Linked DNA regions of Sus scrofa: regions 1 and 3 are each linked to region 2. The links are chromatin contacts, called in public HiChIP or PLAC-seq maps. All regions are on one chromosome and are shown on one strand. The core of a region is the stretch at or near the end of the contact, and the rest is flanking DNA. Distances in the headings are between cores, read along the strand shown. Region 1 overlaps LOC106505661 (a long non-coding RNA gene). Region 2 overlaps ITPR1 (inositol 1,4,5-trisphosphate receptor type 1). Region 3 overlaps LOC106505661 (a long non-coding RNA gene).

Region 1 (4,567 bases), core at 2,058-4,557, 140 kb after region 2:
TAACATACCTTCCAGGTCCTAGAACAATGGATGTATTTTTTTGTATCATGTCTTTTCAGATGCTGTTCCTTTACTTAGAATGTCTATCTCTTCCTGTCTTCACTTGACTTTTACTTATCCTTCAGACATCAATTAAAGTTTCCTTTTCCTGGGAATCTTTCCATGACACCCTAGATTGGACCATGTGCTCTTTATCTCTTTAGCACTTAACAAACGGAATTTATTTTGCTATTACCTCCCTCTAAATTGTAACTTTGAGGAGAGCTGGAGCCGCTTTACATCTTGTTCACCACTCTATTTCTGTTATGTTAAATCCAGAAATCCTTATTTTATTAATAGAAACAGGTACAAATCAGAACAGAAGAGTCAAGGGCAGAGGAGGGATTGTAATTCAGCAATACTGACTGCTGACAGTGGGCTCAAGCAAAAATATTCATTGTCCACCATGTCTTTGTGTTACTGCATGAGCATTACAGGACTTGGACTCAGAAGACCTTGGACAATTTCCTTTCATCTTCTCTGAATTTTTTTTTCCTTTTCTGAAATTTTTTTTTCGTTTCTTCAATGGGTTAAGCAAAGCCAATACCAAAGAGATACTGGATAACTGATTAGAGGAGATAAAGCGAAAGTATTCTGTAAATCAATGATACATATACATATACATCATTATATACATATATACATACACACACACGTATCATTAATCCATGTTGCTCAGTCTAATGGCTTATTTTTATCCATCAGTGCTAACTACTACTACTAATTTCCTATATTTTTAAATTAACTTTTAACAAAGCACAGGATAAACACAAATTTACTATGCCTTTGACGTCTAAAACCCTTGTTTTAAAATCCTTGTCATACAATAGCAAGTATATGAGCTTAAATACTTGCTATGTGTTAAATTAAAATTTTCACTTCTTTATAAAGTAATAAATGATTGGCTTTGGCTAAGGGCCACACTAACATTGACAGAGGTTTTCACTGCATTTGAAAGAAAGGAAAAAAACAATAAAAATGTTAAAGGAGACTACTGCTTCTCAATGAAACATTATAAGCATTCTAGATTTCTATCACAACAAAAGGCATCACTTTTCAGGAAGATTCTTTTCTCTTAAAAAAAAAAAATAGAGAAAACCAAGTTAAAAATTTCCTGAGGTGGAAACACACTATTTTATTCCCCAGTGTTCAAAATGGTGAAATAAAATAATGGATATAAATGATAAACATAAATATTAAATGAAAATGGTACATTATCAATGTTTATTATGATTGTTGCAGTTATTCAACATATTATACTCTGTTAAATAATTTATTTTGAACTGAAATAGTGAGACCAAGGACAGCTAGCTCTTTTAAGCCAAATTCAAGAAACTGTAACATTAGCACACAAATTCTATAACAACTGTATAAAATACAGAAATGAAAAGATGAAAATAAATGAAAAAGTCAAGCCCTGGAATACCTCATGTGCTTTCAGTAATAAATTCTAAAATTATTATTCACAGATAATATCAACCAAATGGCCAGTTTTTCCAATAAGGATCTACCTGTGGGCAGCCCACTGACAGCCCACCTGTCAGTCACTTAAGGAGGTCAGGATCAATCAGTTACCTGTGCATATCTTGGATGCAAGGGATCACGTAGAGCATACCACGGTAGGCTTACAAAAAGCTAGTCACATTCTCCCAAAGCGTGCTGAATGACAAACAGACCACAAACAGAAACTATCACTGGCATTAAGGGACAAGATCCAGCTGGTTTTCTTTATTCCTAATCTCAGTTTCAGCTGCAGGTTTTTTCCAGAAAAAAAAAAAAAAAAAAAAAAAAAAAACAACAAACTAGTTTGATTTACTCAACACTCTGCAGAAGTCAGGGTGTGGTCATCCTCTAAATATTACAAATGGATTTTCCCTGAACTCTTGCAGCAACAGGATCTTAAAGTGGTTACTGGTAGGAAAAGGTGACATTAAGGTCAAAAATGTCTCAAAAAAAGAATTAACAATAGTTTATAAGGACCACCCTAGTGACAATGGAGGTAGGGGTGGGTATTATTGAGACCAGGAAGCTAACACAGTACAGAACACGAATATTTTTCAAGCCTTCAACAGAGAGCCACACTAACAGTTGAACATCTGCTTTTTTGCCAGCTCTCCTGTTGAGTACTGACAAGTTTATTCCAAATTAATCCAGTACACTAATAACTGCCCCAAATGCAGATCAATCAAGTTTCCTTCTTCATCATCAGAACAGGACTTAATGTAAGAGTGAATTCAGAAAAATCAATGTTTCCTAGCCTTTCTAAAACACTACCAACTAAAAAGACGGGGAAAGGAAGCCTGAGGAAGCCTTTTCTAAGGCAAGACAAGGATCAAAGGGAGTGTGCTTAATCAATTAATCATCATATCCCTTTTCCCTAGCCGGTCGGAGAGGAACTGGATTCTGTTCTCCAGCTATGCCCCCTGAGTCGCATGGTCTGTGTTTGCACCTCTGGACCTCCTGGCTGCTCTGAAAGATACCCTTGGCACTGACTGAAGCCTGGAACTCGTGTTGTGAGCCCACCACGTGCCAGGGACGACGCTTGGCACTCCACACTCCCTCGTTACCTGTGAAGCACATTCTGTGCGCTGATGAGGAAGCCGAGGCTGGAGCCCACGCAGGCAGTGCGGCCAAGCCACCAGGAGGGGCGCACTCCGGGCCCTGGCGCTACACCACCGCGGAACTTCCATCTTGCTCAGAGCCGCCACTAGGCACCCGGCTCCCTGAGGGCAAGGGCGTGACTTGGATGCTCAAAAAACTCACTAGGCACGTAGTGGTTGTGACGTGAACTCTTCTTCGCGGCCACTCTCAGGCCACAAGCCCTCTACAAGAGTGGGGAAACCGAGGCCAGGCTAAGTGACGCCAGAGGACTCAAAGCCGGCAGCGGGCAGAGAGGCCTCGAAGGCTGAGGTCTGCGAACTTCAACGTTCTGTCTGGTTTACTCGGCTCTAAGATGCCGCAGACTTTCAGGGAAAGGGGCCTGGGCGCGGACGCTTCCCTCCCGGATCGTTTTCCCGTCAGCAGCCTCGGTCCACAGGAGAAAGCGGCGGCCAGCCCTACTCTACGGCCCCACCCGCCATCAGCTGCAAGGCACCGCGCCAGGAGTACGTTGCCTATTCCCAGGCACTCCCTCCCCCGCCTTCGCTCCCAGCCCCGCTCTGCGCCTGCGCGCAGGGGCCCTTGGGACCGTGGGCCCGTGGGCCAGCTGCTCACGCGGGCCTCCACCTGGCCCTCCACCTGGCCAGGCCAACGCCAATGGCAAGGCGGGACCTCGCTCTCGCCCCGCCCCTCGGGGCCCCGCCCCGTCGAGGGAGAGCTGGAGCCTAGGCTCGCGCCTGCACCTCCCGCCCCGCCGCGGGCTTTGCCGCTCTCTCTGTGCGCGTGCGCGCGGTAGGGGTTTGGATGGGGTCAGAACGCGGTTGAGCTGCTGAGGCCGCGAGTTATTTTGGAAGGCGGGGAGGCGGGGCAGGTCTGGATGGGAGAGGAGGCGTTTCCTCTGAAAAAGAAAAAAGTGGGTGTCGTGGGCTGCACTCAATGCCCTTTTGGCGTCGTCAAAGGGAAGTCAGAACTGCTCCGGATTTTCCCATTTTATGTCTAAATCACTCGAACCCCAACTAAGTCCTTCATGTAAGAACATCAGGGGTTCCTGAAGAGTGGCACACGCTGCAGTAATGATCGTCTCCAGGGCGCTCTGAGCCAAGTTTCATCTCCCAGTAGGAGTAGTAAGCCCAGAGATGAAGTCTCACCTGAGGGCACCCACCGGCAGTAACCTGCTCTAGAGGCTAGTCCAGGGCAGGCCTAGAACTTCACCGATGCTTAGACTACTGCCATTAATTTAACCCAATTATAGGTATTATTTGTACACCGCGAAGTTATATTTGAAATACGAAGTATGTGTGTTATGTCAGTTTTGTGTGTCATACACCAAGGATCCCTCAAGCCACATTTCCCTTGAGGACTAGAAGCTTTTCGTTGTTTCTAACACTAGGAAGAAAGTGTCATAGCCTCTGGTAAGATGGAATGTTACTGATACAGGACTTAAGTGAATATATGTCCCCATTTGTCATATTTGGCAGCAGATAGCTGCGCTTGATTATGAGTTCCCATGGACAGTTTTTTAGGTTGGTATCTGGATGCAAATACTATCCAGATCTGCTACTCTACCCCAAATTTCATTTTCTTGTCCATATAGAATGGGGGAAAGATTAAGGAACAATGGGAATTGAATATATAATGAAAAGCATTACTGACTGGAGATCTTAAATTTCTGGTTCCTCTTTGCCACCCTCTTCCCCAAAGATTTTTAGAACTTGGTAACTGTTCACGGATTGATTTTTAATCACATCTTTCTTCATAACATTTGAAAGAATTTCTTTCCTTCATTTGGCTTTGTGGGGCCTAAACTGAATTTTTGAGGAGATGGAAGCCCTGGAAATAGGCTGTGAGGGGAGACAGTGTGAATTATTAAGGAAACAAGGATAAGAAGATCCTAGTTTATGGAGATAACAGCAAGAGCTGAGAGAAGGGA
Region 2 (4,608 bases), core at 1,792-4,291:
ACGCAGGTTTGATCCCTGGCCTCGCTAAGTGGGTAAGGGATCCAGGGTTGCTGTGAGCTGTGGTGTAGGTCACAGACTCAGCTTGAATCCCATGGCTGCGGGATAGGCTGGCAGCTGTAGCTCCGGTTCGACCCCTAGCCTGGGAACTTCGACATGCCACAGATGTGGCCCTAAAAAGGGAAGGAAAAAAAAAAACTTAAGTATAAACCATAACGTGATGATGATGACCAGCATTTATTAAGGGCTTGCTGTGGACCAGGAACTAGGCTCAAGTTCTTCTCACGTATCAACTTATTTAACCCTCACAATCTCCCTAGGAGGTAGGTGCAGAAACTAAAGCCCAAAGTAGTTGAGGAACTTGTCCCTCATCATGCAAGCGGGAAGTAGCAGAGCCAAGGTTTGAACCAAGGCAGCTTGGCTCCCCAAACCCCTCCTTGCCTGTAACAGCTTCCTTCCTCAGGAGGATGATAAAGATTCCAAGAAGAAGGCAGGTGCTTTATAAAGGAAGATGATTTTCTTGGTTTCAGAAGGCAACACCTTGTCATCTCCAAAGCCAGAGATGTATGTGGGCCAGGGGTGGGCTTATGGCTGCAGAGCTCAGCAGAGAAGACAAATGGGAACAGCATCCAGTTGCTTTTTGGCTTTTTTTTATGAAGTACTTTTCCTCTGGCTGTCTTGTCTGAGTCTCCTGGTTGGTCTGTGAGGGGTGCTGAGTGTGTGTCACCCCATTATGGAGATGAGGGAAATGGGGGGTCAAGGAGGGTTGTGACTTCCTCAGAGATACAGAACCAGACAGAGCCTGAGCTAAGTGTCACGTGCTTCCTGTCCCCTCCTCCCCCACCACCTGTTTTAGTTGTCTTACTGTTGATTAACTAAATGTCACAAAACATAGGGGCTTAAAGCAATGGCTGTTCTGACACTTGTTGTGTTTCTGTGGGTGTGGGCTCAGCTGGGTGGGTCTCCTTCCTCTGGGTGGTCCTGGCTGGGGCTGTGGTCACCAGGGACTTGACTGGGCAGAAATGGCCAAGATGGCCCCTTGTATGACTGTGGCACAGGTGCTGGCTCTCAGCTGGTTGCTGAGCGGGGGCTGTCACCTTGGTTCTCCTCCATGTGGCCTCTCTGTGTGGTTTAGGCTTCTTAGAGTATGACGGCTGGCTTCTAAGAAATTGTGTTTGGGGAAGTGAGATGTAGGAGCTACCAGTCATTTTAACGCCTGGGCTTGGACTCCTTGTATAACGCGTCCGCCATATTGTACCAGTCAAAGTGCCAGAGAGACGATGAGCCCAGCCTCAGAGGGAGGGGAGAAGACTTGCACCTCTTGGTGTGAACTGGATGTGTTCACCAAGGGGAGAGGGAGTTGTGGGGGTCCCCTGCAGAGAACATCCCCCCCCCACATATCCCAGTTATAATTGATGAACACCTACCATAGGTCAGTCAAGCCCCTGAGTTGGGTGCTATAGCTGCAAAAAAGGAAGACACCATCGTCCCTGCTGTTGGGGAGCTCTGTTCCCCCTGAAAGTTCAGTCCCATCTTTGCAGAAGTGTCAACTCATGTCCTTCCCCTTTTGAGGATATGTGAAAATTCACCCTTATACTGAGGATAAGTTCACTGGGGACCATAGCTCTTCGGAAGTTCTAAGAGAATTCAGCTGATGGGAATCCAAAACTAAGGGCCTACCGTGCTTACTAGGAACTCTCACAGGGAGAATTACTTCCTTCTCCTGAAGCCTTGCAATCTGTCACATCATCACTTCAGCCCTGAAATGCCTGGCAGCCAAACTGAGGATATTTCCTGGCCTGACACAGTGGACTCCAAGTCTTCCAGTCTCTTCTGTCCCTGCCCTGGCTTCTGTGATGGTGATAACATCTGAGGATGGATATCACCTCCCAAACTTCTCCTCCCTGGGTGCCGTCAGAGTGGCTCAGACTTCATGGTGTTATCCCCTGCTTACAGGAACAAGGAGGTGGGACTGCCCCCCGGGGGGTCCCCTGGAACAGGTGACATCGTGGAGCCATGGGATCAAGCTTCCCTTTAAGAGTAACTCCTGCTTTCTTTCTGCCCTCTCCAGTGCCACCCACTTCCTACCAGCCCCCAGAAGAAATCTTTCCTTTCTGCTTGATGTTTTGTAGCAAAGTGGGAAACTATAAAATAAGCATTTGCTTGTGAATTAATTTTTGGCACATGCAGGGGCTCAGCAAGTCTCATGGCACTTGCATATCCGTCCTCCGAGTCCTTGCCAATTTTTGTGTGTTTCCTTCCTCCTGAGATGTTCCCACCAGCACCCGGGGGAATGTTCCCCCACTTCCTCTTTCCTACAGGAACACAGAGGCTGGTCTCACCTGGGGCAGAGAAGGAGTAGAATGGATCTTTCAACACACCTAGTGTTTGGGGTGTTTTAAGCACATACAGATGGTTGAGGATATATGTGCTGATCTGACCACAGAGAACCGTTCAGCAAATAAAGGGGACAGATCCAAAAAGATTTGGTGGTGGGGGGGATTAATTGTTTCCGGTTGCAGAAGCACAGCAAATTGCATGTATCAAATGGCTGCCCAAGGCTCTTCCTATGCCAAGTCTAGCCTCCAGACACACCCAAAAAGGATTTTCTTCTCTGCACGTACACAGTATGAGTTGGAAACTGTGAGAAGTGCTCTGTCAGGAAGCTGGCTGCGGATTCAGCTGAGAGATGAGATGAGAGAGAAATCCCTCGTCCAAGGGCCTTTCCCTCACCACATTTTTTTTTTTTTTTTTTTTTTTTTTTTTGAGGTTGGCTTGAGACAGCAGGCCAGGAGCCAGTGTTAGATAGGAAATCTCCCACCCCTTCCAGAAGAAGTCACCACAGAAGGCACTGAGGAGAGAGCACGCTGGAGACCCCCCTCTGACCCCGGGGAGCGGGGGTGGGAGGGTGAGAAGCAGTTTGCTTTGCCTTTGCTGGAAATGGGGGGCCAGCTGGTGAGGAAGATCAGCCTTGGTTTGACAGGGCAGCCACCCCAGGAGGAGGAGAGTGGTGTGCAAGCGAGTTACGTAAAAGGGTGTTGTGTTTGGCAGAGAAGTCAGAAATGAGTCACTTCTGAGCGGTGTTTTCTGACCTCGGGTTTTATCCATGTGGGAGAAGAGTGTGGCCAGCATCAGAGTCAGGAGCCTGCTTTCTCCCTGGCGTGGGGGGTGTTACCATGACAGTAAGAGGGAGGCAGGTGGTGGGGCCCCAGCAGGCTCCCCCAGGCACTCTGCCCTTCAGCGGAAACCACAAGGGTCTGGACAGCAAAGCACCCTGGCCTGGTTCAGGGAGGGCTTGTAGGTGCTGCCAGTGGGCCCTCCATGGTGAGTGGGTGGCATGGGGTCAGGGACTTGGGGGGACACTACCCAGTAGGGCAGGCGTGCAGGAGAAGGAACTTGGCTTCCAAAGCGGAAACACCTGGGCTGGAGTTCCAACCGGCAGGGTGACCTTGGACTTTCTCAGGACACGCTGAAACTCAGTTTTCTCACTTGTGAAAAGAGAATTGGAAAAACTGAGTCCCTCCCTTTTGCTCATGTTGAGAGGATTAAAGAGAGTAATGTCAGGTAGAGCTGCAGGAAGGAGCTGCTGCCCTGGGGCTGGTGTGGTGGAGCAGGAAGGCCTGTTCCACTCCTGTCTCCTCAGTCCCTCAGGGCTCGGGGCAGTGCCCTTGACCGCTCAGCCCAGCTCCTGCCCAGAAGAAGGTGATTCACAGAAAGTGCCTCACTCAAAGCCAGGGTCCTAGAAGGCTCTCAAAATGAGGCAGTGATTATTTGTATTAATGCTGCCTTGATTATTTTAAAATGAGGTTCATTTTATTAAATTTTTCTGTCAAAAATCCAACTTCTTAAATTTTGCTTCTGTGTCATGGTTGATGATCCAGTGAGCCTGGGGGCTGTGCTATTTATGTTGTTTTCACACACAATTCACCTCCATCTCTCTGACTGTTTCTATGTTTGAAGTGATTTTAGAGGCCCAGGAGGCAGGGAAGTCTTCATCGCCTCAGTTATCAGGTATTTACACTAACAGATGTTACAGGTGAAGCCGAAAGCAACGGGCAATGCAGTTAACTGCTCCCTGACCCAGGACCTTTCCTTTCCTTCTCTGTGTTATTATTATCATTATTATGTCACTTTTTGGTCCCAGTCATCTGCGGACATACATCTTTCTTCTCCATTCCCAGGAAACTGGCATGTCATTGAACAGGAGTCTTTGATCTAGATCCAGGTTTGGAAGTGAAAACCCAAAATCCCAAAGAAGCTCCCATGGTTGGGAGTGTAAGACTTGCATGATTGCCCACAACTCTCCAAGTAACAAGAGAAGATGCCTGGACCCACTGGCACCAGGTTCTGAAGTTCAGGGCAAGACATTCTTGCAAAGATAGTCAGCATGTTCCTTGTCACTTGGGTTCGAGAAGCTCAGTCCTTTTGAGGTAGTCTGAGGGGAAGGTTAGTTATCCTGGCTTGTGCCTGTAGAGGAACTGGAAACCCAGGCTACGTTTTCTCCTTTCCCGAGTAGCTGAACCACCAGTGTAGGCAGAAATGAATGATTGCATATATCCCTGCTTCTGGCCTTCTCTCAGAGGATGGCAGTTGTTGAGGAGCTGGGGGGAA
Region 3 (4,257 bases), core at 1,319-3,818, 160 kb after region 2:
TGCAGCAATTTCCCCACTCGCAGGGATTTTCCTGCGTATGTGTTCAAGCATGTGTTATATAATCTGGATATTAAATTATTTAACACATAATTTAGCACAAAATCCACTGCAAAGTAAAAAGTAAATGAGGAATCACACTCATCAGTTATTCCAAGAAAAGAGACAAGTAGGAAAGAGATTTTTCACTGTACTTCCCTTTATCTTTGGTAATGCGAACCTTGTGAATATATTACTAAATCCAGAAATAAATAAATAAAAGTTAAAAGCTTTTGCCATTGTGATGGTTTTTATGTAAACAGTTCAGTATTTTATTTGGTATTTTGACGGTCCTGCTATAGCAAATAGCTAAAGATCGTTCAGGACTTTCATGCTATCATTGTTTTTATGGAGTTGGGTCTTATTTTATTTATTTATTTATTTGTTTGTTTTTTGTTTTTTGTCTTTTCAGGGCCACACCTGCGGCATATGGAGGTTCCCAGGCTAGGGGCAGAGTCGGAGCTGTATTTGCTGGCCTCTGACAGAGCCACAGCACTACAGATCACAGCAAGGCCAGCTCCTTAACCCACTGAGCGAGGCCAGGGATCAAACCTGCATCCTCATGGATGCCACACAGATTCATTTCTGCTGAGCCATGTCGGGAACTCCTGGAGTTGGGTTTTAAATATGAACCCTCCAAGCAAGGAGAATGCCAGAGTGCTCATTTCTTCCCAACGGCTGATTTTTCTATTGTGATATTATCCGATTTATTTTTTTAGGTTAGAGCTGGCAGTAGGCAGAATTCTGAGACAGCCCCACATTTATATGAGTTTTTAGCTCACAGCCAGGCTCTTTTGTTCACGTGTTGTCTGTGGATACTTTTGCTCTGCAGCAGAGTTGAGTAGTCTCAACAAGAAGCCACACGGCCCCCCAAAACCTACAATCGTTACTGTATTTCCCTTTAGAGGAAAAGTTTGCCAACCCCTGTTGAAACCATTTTGAATTATCTCCTCATATTTGCAGCCTAAAAGCATTCACACAATTTTGGTCTCTTTCGTTCTGATGAAAAGTGAAATAACACTAAACCAAAACTGATAATAATGACTATGCAGGTTTTCAAGTCAATTTTGACTGAGGAATAGCATACTACATGAAAGTTTACAAATCATTATTGTACAGCTCAATGAGCTTTTACAAAGCAAAGATAACTTGTGTAACCCTCACCAAACCACAAGAACTCCCTTGTCCCACCTTTAGTCACTTCGTATCCCTCCCCAAAGACACTCACCTTTCAGATTTCTGTCAGAAGACATCTCCATAGCTTAATTTTGACTGCTTATAAACTTCATATAAATGGATTTATAGTATGTTTATATTGTGTCTGACTTCTTTTGCTCTGTGTTTTGATTATGAAATTCCTCTGTTTTTGTAGCAGAAGTTCATGCATTCTCATTGCTATGTATTGTTCCATTGTGTGTCACGATTTATTTATCCATTCTACAGTCAGTGGACATTTGAGTTGTTTCCAATTTTTGACTATTACAAAGAGTGCTGTTGTGAATAATGTATTTTTTGTGTGTGTGTATATATATATGTATATATGTACATGCTATATATGTTACATATGTAAGTTATATATGTATATGTTATGTGTGTATATAAGTCATATACATATGTGTATGTATGACATACACACTGATGGAGTGGAAGTGTGAGTTATTCATAAATTTTTTTTACTATGAATCTGCAGTACAATTCAATGTCAGAAAGTACAGAGTTTCGCTGAACAGAAATTGGTCTTGTTCCCATTTTACTTTAACATTAAGATTAATTTAGCAGAGTGTCAGGCTCAAAAGACTACATGCAACCAGACACCCATAGCATTACTTTAAAGAATTTTCAAGCTGCCTGCCTGGAGACTAATTGTTCGAGCAGCTGAATTCAAATCATTGCTTCCTTTGGAACACTGGGAAGGATCAGATCACTCTGGCAAGTTGCTAAGTCACAGAAGTGCATTTTCTGGGACGTATTCCTTACTTTAGGAAAAAGTGATGAAAAGTTATAGATGGATGGGGTGGCAGGGAGCCGCAGTAGACAGAGAGCTCAAAAAAAAAAAAAAAAAAAAAAAAAAAAGAAGAAGAAGAAAAGAAAAAAAAAAAAAAGGCAAAATTGCTGCAGTCAAGTTCCAGTGATTTTCCTACTTAGCAGCCCTGTTATTTAAAAAAAAAAAAAAAAAAGCCATAGAAAATCAAGATTTTATTGAAGGGGACGTTCCTCCCATTCCATCCACCTTCAACTGGTACTTCTGCCTTGTTCCCTTAATCACTAAGGCAAAAATTATCCAAGGGTTTGAAAACAGTTCATCTATTTGTTTCTTTTTAGCAGCTCCCAAGGATTTCATGGAGAGCAAACTGTCTTATACATACCAGGAAAATGAAGAGAACCAAGAAAAGTCTATATGGACAATAAGGAGAGGCATATACATTTGACTAAAGTTCTTTTTCCACTCATCACGTGTTACCAAACCAGTAGAGAAGATTCAATCTGATAATTATCAAGATGAGTCACCAGTAGCCACAGAGTGCTAGGGTCAAACTCAGGGCTTTTGTGGTTTTGAGCTGCTGTCCTCCCAACAAGATAGCACATTCCTCACTGATCTATTTTGGCCTGTGTCTCTTGTTTGGCCAAGTCTAAGATAAAGATTTCTTTAAGGAAGAAAGGAAGCCAGATGTGGGGGAGAGAGGAAGGAGGGAGGTGAAAGGAAGGGGAAGAGGAGGAGGAAAAGGGGGAGAGGATTTAAAAAAAGGTAAGCATTCTCTGCAGGACCCTAGAAATATTGCACCATGAACTTTCCAGAGCAGAGCAGATCATGTTTTCTACCCCCTAGGGGTCTGCTCCAGGTTTGGTGTGGGCCTACCTCAGGGTGGGTCCTTCAGCTTTCTTTAGAAACTTTGGTATTTTCGACTTGATCTTGTCTCCCTCAGCCTCCAAGGGCCAGTGACAGAGCGAGCTCTAAGGCAGCACCTCTGACCCTAGACCCAACTACAATCTCTTGCTAGGACTATGACAGTCTAAAGAGAAAAGAAAGTGGAGAAAGGGATATACCTTCATAAGCTAACAATATACGGAAGAATTGGACAGAATATCCCAGGCTTTGGAGGTACAGACACTGAGACATTATACAGCTGTCTTGAACAGGGCTGTGCTGTCTGATTTCCAGGATTCCCTCCCACCTGAAACCAAAACCCAAACCAAAATTTCTGCCCTAATTTTAATTTAGAGAATACCATCATGGAACTCTACTGGTAGCTTATGGGCACACTTAGAAAGCTGTAGGCTCTGTATCATCCAGCAGTAATTGGTTTTGCTTTGCAAAGCTCTCAACTCTTAGAAGCTGGAAACAGTGTCCTATTTTCATTTTTTAAATCTTCTTCCCCCCGTTTCCCTGCCCCAAACTCTTGAAAGAGCACTTTTCCCAACTCAGGTTCCAGAAGCACTTATCTTGAAAGCTTCTGGCAGAACTTTATTGCTCCGTGTCACACTCCTGTGAGGTGGCAAAGGTCTGTTATCCCCATTTTATTGCCAGGAAGCCGAGATGGCAGCCAAGGGCTTTGCTGAAGGTCAGCATTGGGGCAGGGGTGCCTCAAGGCAGGACTCCGAGTTCCTGGAGGCCTCGCTAGACTCCGAGGCCTTGCCTCTGTTTGAACTGCCTTAAAAATAGGACTTTCAAGAATTCCGATGACTAGACTGAAACTCTGCAGCGCTTTATTTACTAATGGAGCCGTGGTAACTGCATACATTAATGTTATTCATTGACTTACAGCCAAAAGCCATTCATTTACTAGAGGCTCCACCTAAAAGGGACTATTTCCCTCATCACTGATTATAATCCCACACTTCCCTGTCACAACAGGAGAAAACAAGTAGTGACATCAAACACCAAAGGCAAAGCATGGATTGTCCTTTTGGCCTCAAGGAGAACAAACTCCTCACCAGGCCTTGGTTTCCAGTCTGGCAGGTCTCTCTCCAGCCACCTGGGTGCTTCTGAAAGTGACTCCCCTGCATCTTATTCTCTCTGACCCTCCCCTTCACCCCACCTACCTCTCTCCTTCAAAATCTCTTATCTTCAAGGTTCATCTTAATCACCTCCCAGAAGAAGCCACTCCCAATTTCCCCACCAACCCTGTGTGTCTCTTCCTTTGAAGCACTTATCTGACGCTATCTTCTTTACAACTTCTTACTGGCCTTATGGCCCTTTTGTGTAGATTATAAACTACTTAC

Evidence for each region. HiChIP or PLAC-seq counts read pairs in DNA pulled down with a chosen protein or histone mark.
Region 1: a contact with region 2 is called in an H3K27ac HiChIP or PLAC-seq map of alveolar macrophages. The contact joins two enhancer-like sites. A contact is called at or near these places in 2 of 47 Hi-C or Micro-C datasets (liver and skeletal muscle) and 2 of 2 datasets of contacts at active chromatin or transcription factors (alveolar macrophages and skeletal muscle).
Region 3: a contact with region 2 is called in an H3K27ac HiChIP or PLAC-seq map of alveolar macrophages. The contact joins two enhancer-like sites. A contact is called at or near these places in 2 of 2 datasets of contacts at active chromatin or transcription factors (alveolar macrophages and skeletal muscle).

Annotation. Positions count from the first base shown.
Region 1 is chr13:61,436,119-61,440,685 of Sscrofa11.1, forward strand. LOC106505661 (a long non-coding RNA gene) reads right to left here. Exons shown (of 12, transcript XR_002337646.1): 7 at 1,615-4,567. Among named protein-coding and RNA genes, the nearest start is that of BHLHE40, 90 kb to the right of the region's middle. Within about 2 kb of position 3,308, at least 70 of the 83 cell types and tissues checked have an H3K27ac peak or open chromatin away from gene starts, as enhancers often do. A contact at or near this core is called in alveolar macrophages, liver and skeletal muscle, where this site is marked.
Region 2 is chr13:61,300,395-61,305,002 of Sscrofa11.1, forward strand. All of the region lies in intron 41 of ITPR1 (inositol 1,4,5-trisphosphate receptor type 1), which reads left to right. Among named protein-coding and RNA genes, the nearest start is that of BHLHE40, 230 kb to the right of the region's middle. Within about 2 kb of position 3,042, at least 44 of the 83 cell types and tissues checked have an H3K27ac peak or open chromatin away from gene starts, as enhancers often do. A contact at or near this core is called in alveolar macrophages, liver and skeletal muscle, where this site is marked.
Region 3 is chr13:61,457,768-61,462,024 of Sscrofa11.1, forward strand. The region is part of intron 5 of LOC106505661 (a long non-coding RNA gene); the gene reads right to left. Among named protein-coding and RNA genes, the nearest start is that of BHLHE40, 68 kb to the right of the region's middle. Within about 2 kb of position 2,569, at least 20 of the 83 cell types and tissues checked have an H3K27ac peak or open chromatin away from gene starts, as enhancers often do. A contact at or near this core is called in alveolar macrophages, where this site is marked.